Linked DNA regions of Ovis aries: region 2 is linked to region 1. A link is a contact called in public Hi-C data. All regions are on one chromosome and are shown on one strand. Each heading gives the region's core, a stretch centred on a gene start, on an enhancer-like site or on the middle of the called end of the contact. The rest is flanking DNA. Distances are from core to core; before and after follow the strand shown. Region 1 overlaps FARP1 (FERM, ARH/RhoGEF and pleckstrin domain protein 1). Region 2 holds the start of STK24 (serine/threonine kinase 24).

What was found. Hi-C and Micro-C count contacts between places; a contact is called where the count stands out from the background.
Region 2: a contact with region 1 is called in a Hi-C map of hypothalamus, with 1.7 times the contacts expected there. The contact joins the promoter of STK24 here to the enhancer-like site in region 1. A contact is called at or near these places in 3 of 16 Hi-C or Micro-C datasets (hypothalamus, muscle and tail adipose tissue).

Annotation. Positions count from the first base shown.
Region 1 is chr10:74,790,278-74,792,977 of ARS-UI_Ramb_v3.0, reverse strand. FARP1 (FERM, ARH/RhoGEF and pleckstrin domain protein 1) reads right to left here. Exons shown (of 27, transcript XM_042255017.2): 25 at 780-887; 26 at 280-431. Among named protein-coding and RNA genes, the nearest start is that of TRNAC-ACA, 29 kb to the left of the region's middle. Within about 2 kb of position 1,252, at least 4 of the 54 cell types and tissues checked have an H3K27ac peak or open chromatin away from gene starts, as enhancers often do. A contact at or near this core is called in hypothalamus, where this site is marked.
Region 2 is chr10:74,892,407-74,895,106 of ARS-UI_Ramb_v3.0, reverse strand. It overlaps STK24 (serine/threonine kinase 24), which reads left to right and starts at 1,375. Exons shown (of 11, transcript XM_012184878.4): 1 at 1,375-1,778. The coding sequence starts at 1,737. It overlaps LOC121820461 (a long non-coding RNA gene), which reads right to left and starts at 1,259. Exons shown (of 2, transcript XR_006061002.2): 1 at 1,159-1,259; 2 at 1-510.

The sequences.
Region 1 (2,700 bases), core at 3-2,502:
CAAGTTCAAGATCAAAAAGTGTGCCATGCATAGTGTCTGAACCAGCGTCCAGGTTAAGGCCTGATGTTTCCAGGGAAAGTCACGCTTCCATTATCCTAGGGAAACAGGTGCATCCTTGCATTGGCCAGAGGGAACCCAGATCTTATGAGATACTTAAAGAAGCGGATGTCTGGGCTGAAGGTAGCTGCTGGTAGGATGGCCTTACAACGCTCACTCGCTTGGGAGACTGCCCACAGCTCAGGAGAAGTGTCCCGTCTGCAGGTGCCGAGGAACACTTACCTTTCAAACGTGTATTCGCTTTCGGCCCTGAAGTAGTACACGTGGGACTTGAAATGCAGCTTGAACACGTAATCTTTGTGGATGTCCTCGGACTCTGAGGGGATGGTGAGCGAGTAGCCAAGCAGAGGCAGGCTGGCAAGGGGGTGATTGTCCTGGAAAGAGGGTAGGGGGTGTTTTGGAGAGGCGGCCGCAGGCGTGGAGCCTGCCTGCAGCCTCTCGCCCTATCATGGTCAGTTTTAGCTGAGAGGTCCTGGCCTGGATGGGTTAGCTGGACACCAGCGTGTCAGCAACCTGTTAAAGCCATCTCCCCCCTCCCTGGTCCAACCGGCAGACAGATGGCCCTTTTCAAGGTGGAAGCCTCCACTTGGACCTGAGGGGTCTCTGATGGCTGTGCCCTTGCATGGCCTGGCTGGGCGGCTCAAGTTCATCCTTCCAGAGGAAAGCTGCCTGTCCCCCAAGATCAGAGGGTGCTGGGGGAGGGTCCTTCAGCATCCACCTACCTGGTGCGATTTGTAGAAGAAGAGGCAGAAGTTCGTGAAGACCACCCACAGCTTCTGCCACCCGTTGCTGTTTTTGAATTTCCTCAGCAGGTTCCCAGACAGCTGATTCTGCAAGACAGGGAGGCCTGGAAGGAGTACAGGTGGGGGCGCCCCCACGGACAGGCTTCCCAAGGATGACTTACCAAAATGACCTTTCTCCCTGGTAGGGGGCGAAACCCTTGGGAGAGTGACTTGAACCTGGTTTACTTTCCTGTCTGGTTGAATGATGTCCTCCAGTAATATCTTGAAGTCCTAACTCCCCCCTCCAGTACCTCCCAATGGGACCATACAGGGAAATAGGGTCATCAGATGTAGAATGAGGAGGATACAGGCCTGTATCCACTATGGCTGACGTCCTCATGAGGAGAGGACGTGCCTACGTGGACCCAGACTGACTCAAGCGATGTGTCTACACCCCCCAACACACCAAGGCTGGCCTTCAACCCCAGAAGCCGGGGAGGCGAGGAAGCTTCCTGCCTCACGGGCTTCAGAGGGAGCCTGTGCCCCTAGCCACAGTGAGTCTGGATTTCTGACCTCCAGGACAACCTGTTGGCGGTGTTTGTTACAGCATCTCTGAGAAAGGACCCCTCCCTGTCCATTCTAAGCTCTGGGGAGCCCCACGCCAGCCAGCGGCTCCTGACCGCCACCTGGTGGCTGTGGCTGGAACGTAGCTTTCAACGCAGTGCCTTCTGAGGCCGTCCTCCGCCCTGCACAGACAGCACTGGTGGGATCAGGCATTCCTGAACTCACATCACTGTGCACTCCCAGCCGAGTCCTCCCTCCAGAGCCCCCGTGTCACCTCTCGGAGGACCCTAAGAAGGCGCCTCCACGACTCTGATAAGCCAGCAGCTCCTTGCCAGGAAGACTCAACGAAAAGAAGTGGACGGTGACGATCGCATAGCCTTGTCATCGCCACCACTAAATCGTTCACTTCAAAATGGTGAAATAGGCAAACTCACCACAATAAAAAATATATATATACAATTATACCTGTCTACTGTACTCTCTCCCTTTGGGACTTTTCTGTATTTACTCAAACAGGCACTTTTAATTAACGCCCCTAAGAAAGGAGTTTAAATTGACGACAGGTTGCCCGCGGTCTGATGGGCAAACGGAGTGGTCGGCTGAGGGAAGGAAGGAGGCAGAGCTGTTGCCCATGGCCAGGGGCACTGCGGACAGTGTGCCATCACCCCTTCCGGCTGCCACTCGCCCACTGGCGGGAGTTTCAGCAGGTGAGCGTGGCAACCAAGCGGTGCTTTGATGCTTCTGCAACAGTGTTAAGGTTCCACACACGTCTCACTGTGGAGGAAGGAGATTAGCACATTTTTCTTTCCTTATGCTGCTTATTTTTTTATACTGAATCCAATAACTTCCTCCAGACAGAGTCCAAAAAATCCTTTCTCTTGGCTGCAGTTGTCTTTGGAACTGCCACCTTAAAACCACTGGCCTGGGGCTCACTTCCATGGGCTGCAGCCCTCAGCAGATTTTTCCTCCAAGGATCACAGAGCAAGTATTTGGATCTCTATAGTAACCATTCAAAAATGGAAAACCCCCATTCTTCACTGACAGGCTAGAACCAGGCAGGAGGTGGGCAGGATCTGGGCTGTGGTCACCACGTGCTGACCGGCTCTGCCACTCAGCCGACCCTGCACACACGGGGTTGCACAAGGCTGACTGTCACCCAGAGGGCTGTGTCTGGGCGGCGTCCTGTGTGCCTCCAGGGATTAAAGAGGCGGTTTCTTACCGAATTCTCTACTTCTCTATGGCCCTGACTACACGTAAAGATGAGTATAAAGAGGATTTCTCATGCACAGCACGGCCCTTCCCCGTAGCCTCGCCTGGACAGCAGATCTGATCAGGTATCTCTTCAGGGAAGATCACT
Region 2 (2,700 bases), core at 126-2,625, 100 kb before region 1:
AGCATCAGGGTTCATGCTTTTTTTTTAAAGTTTGTATTTGCTCTATTCTCTTCACAGTATTTGGGGGTGGCAGGGTTTCAGGGCTCAGTGACGGTCGCACACCAGGGACCACCGTGAGGTATCTGAAAGTATCCTGGAAGATGCTGAGGATACAAAACATGCATAATTTCCCAAAGGAAAGCGGGGAGTAGGTTTTTAAGTCATTGCTTATCTGATCCAGAGCACCGCAGGGAACTCTGAATCCAGTTGACACCTCTAAGAAACACCCCTCATTCGGTGGAGGGCTTTTCAACTTCTTCCAGCGGTCTGCGAACTCTATGGGCTAATTTTTGGAGGTCCAGCCTCACCCAGCCTTGGTGCAACGTCATTCACGGGCACGAATGTAGACGTCGGGGTCCTAGCAACCCCAGCTGCAGCCGGTCCCTTCAGGGGACTGCCGCTGTTGGTCGTTGTAAACAAACTACTACTTTCTGGAGGCAGCAGTGACTCACTCCTTCTTGCTTCTTTCCTCTGGAGTCGGAGGAGAGGTGACCAGAAGGTGGAGGCAGCCGAAAGAGCGGGAGAGAGGCAGGGGAAAGTCTAGACATCGTTTCCTTCCATTGTCTTCCCTTCCTCCTCGGCCCTCCCTGCCCGCTTCTCCCTTCTGGTGGGTGGACGTCCCCCGCCCCCACGCCTTGGTCCGGGGCCCAGAGACGATGGGGTTCAGCCCCCTCACTGTTTGTTGGCTAAGTTCACAGCTCCTAGTATTCCAAGTGCTTTCAAGCAGCCAAAGCACGGGAAACGAACCGCTTTCGGCCTCTCCCCTCCCGGAGGGCTTCCTCCTTGGGTTGGTTTGGAAACTTCACCCGGACACCGAAGAAGCTCCGCCCCGGTAGTTTTGAACCGGCCGCTGGCCGAGGCCCCCGCCGGGTCCCCAGGCTCTGCCCTCGGGGAAGTGGCCTGGGGCCCGTCGCCAGGCCGAGAGGGGTGGGCTTCTTTGGAAGGCAAGCCCAGATCCCCCGGGGCGTCCGACCGGCCCGGGCCTGCAGGGCGGGGTGGGCGCATGGCCCATCCCTGACTCCGAAGACCCGCGCCCTCCCATCTCACCACCGGGGGGGACCCCTGCCCCCCGCTAACTGAGGCCCCTAGCCCCGCACCCGCCCGCGCGTCCCCCTCCACCTGGTCTAGCCCGCGGGAGCCGCGCGGACCTCTACCCGGCCCGGCCCGGCGGCGGCGCGGACCGCTGCGGCCTAGGGCGCCGGGCGGCCGCGAGCCTCCTCCCCCTCCCGGAAGCGCGGGGCGGGGTCCCCGGCCCGGCCGCGGGGGCGGGCGCGGGGGCCGGGCCGGGGCGGGGCGCGCTCGGCGCTCGCGGGCTCGGCCGGCGGTGCGCGCCCCACTCCAGCTCCAGGCGCCAGCGCGCGGGCCCAGGCCGCCCGGTTCCAGTCCAGCAGCAGCGGCGGCGGCGGCGGCGGCGGCAGCAGCAGCAGCAGGGCGGCCGCTCGTAGGGAGGCCCCGCGCTCCTCGCAGCCCGTCCCCGGCGCGGTGCATGGAGACGAGGCCCGCCACCCGCCCCTGAGCCCGCCGCCCGGCCCAGGACCCACGGGGGGCTAGGGTGGCCTCGGGCTCCGGCCGGCCGGCCCCCCATCTCCCGCCCCCGGCCGCCCGAGGAGGGCTGCGCGCGGCCCGCGGGCCTCGTCGCCCGCGCGGATCGCCGCGGCCCGGCCGTCCCGTCCCAGGAAGTGGCCGTCCTGACCGCCATGGCTCACTCCCCGGTGCAGTCGGGCCTGCCCGGCATGCAGGTACAGGCAGGAACCGGGCCGCCGAGGGGCGGGAGGGATGCGCGGGCCGGGGCGGAAGCGGGGAACTTGGCGGTGTAAACACGGCCGCTCCCCCAACCCCCAGTTCCCCCGAACGCTGCCCCTTCCGGGGTCGCGCCGGCCTCCCGCGCCGCGCTCGCCGCCTCCGGGGCGTCCTGCCCGGCCCCGCGGCCCGGGTCTCGCGGGTGGGGTGGGGGTCGTGAAGGGACCTGGGGGGCCGCGGCCCGGAGGCGGCCCTCGCGGGCCGGGAGTCCCGGTGGTCCGGGGAGGGGAGAATGTGCGCTGCTGGCCCAGTCGCCCTCCTCGCGTCCCCCTCCCGAGCAGCAGGCCCCGCGCCGGCCCATCCCCTGGGAAGAAGTGATGTGGAGAAATGCCCTTGGAGGCCCGGCTCGTTCTCGGGGCCCGGGTGCGGGCTAGGGGTGGGCAGCGGTGGAGGCCCTTGTCCCTCCCCACCCCCCCTACCCCGGAGAGGGGGCCCCCGGGCGCGCCCCGGCTCGTCCCGGCCCGGCGGGTGGAGGAGACAGGGCGGGGAGAGGAAGGGGTAAGCGCCAGCTCCGCTTTCAGCGCGTTGCTCCGCGCGCTTCCTCCCGGTGCAGACGGACGGGAAGGTGCGAAGCCTGGAAGTCCGTTCTGGAAGGGAGGAATCGATCGGACAGCTTGCACTCGGACAGCGTGGGTCCCGGGACTCTGGGCTGGACTTGGAAACTCGATTGGATCCGACCACGGAGAGTCCCTTCCCACTAACCCTCTCCGTGGCTTCTTTGTGGCCTGTTGGCCTCCCAGCGGCTTAATAATTTTTTTCTGGAGTGGGGGCGAGGATGCATCAAAGAAAGTTTTTCGCCTTCGGGGATTATGTTTAGGCGTTTGAAAAATAAAAACCACCTTCCTCGGCTAGTTTGTGATG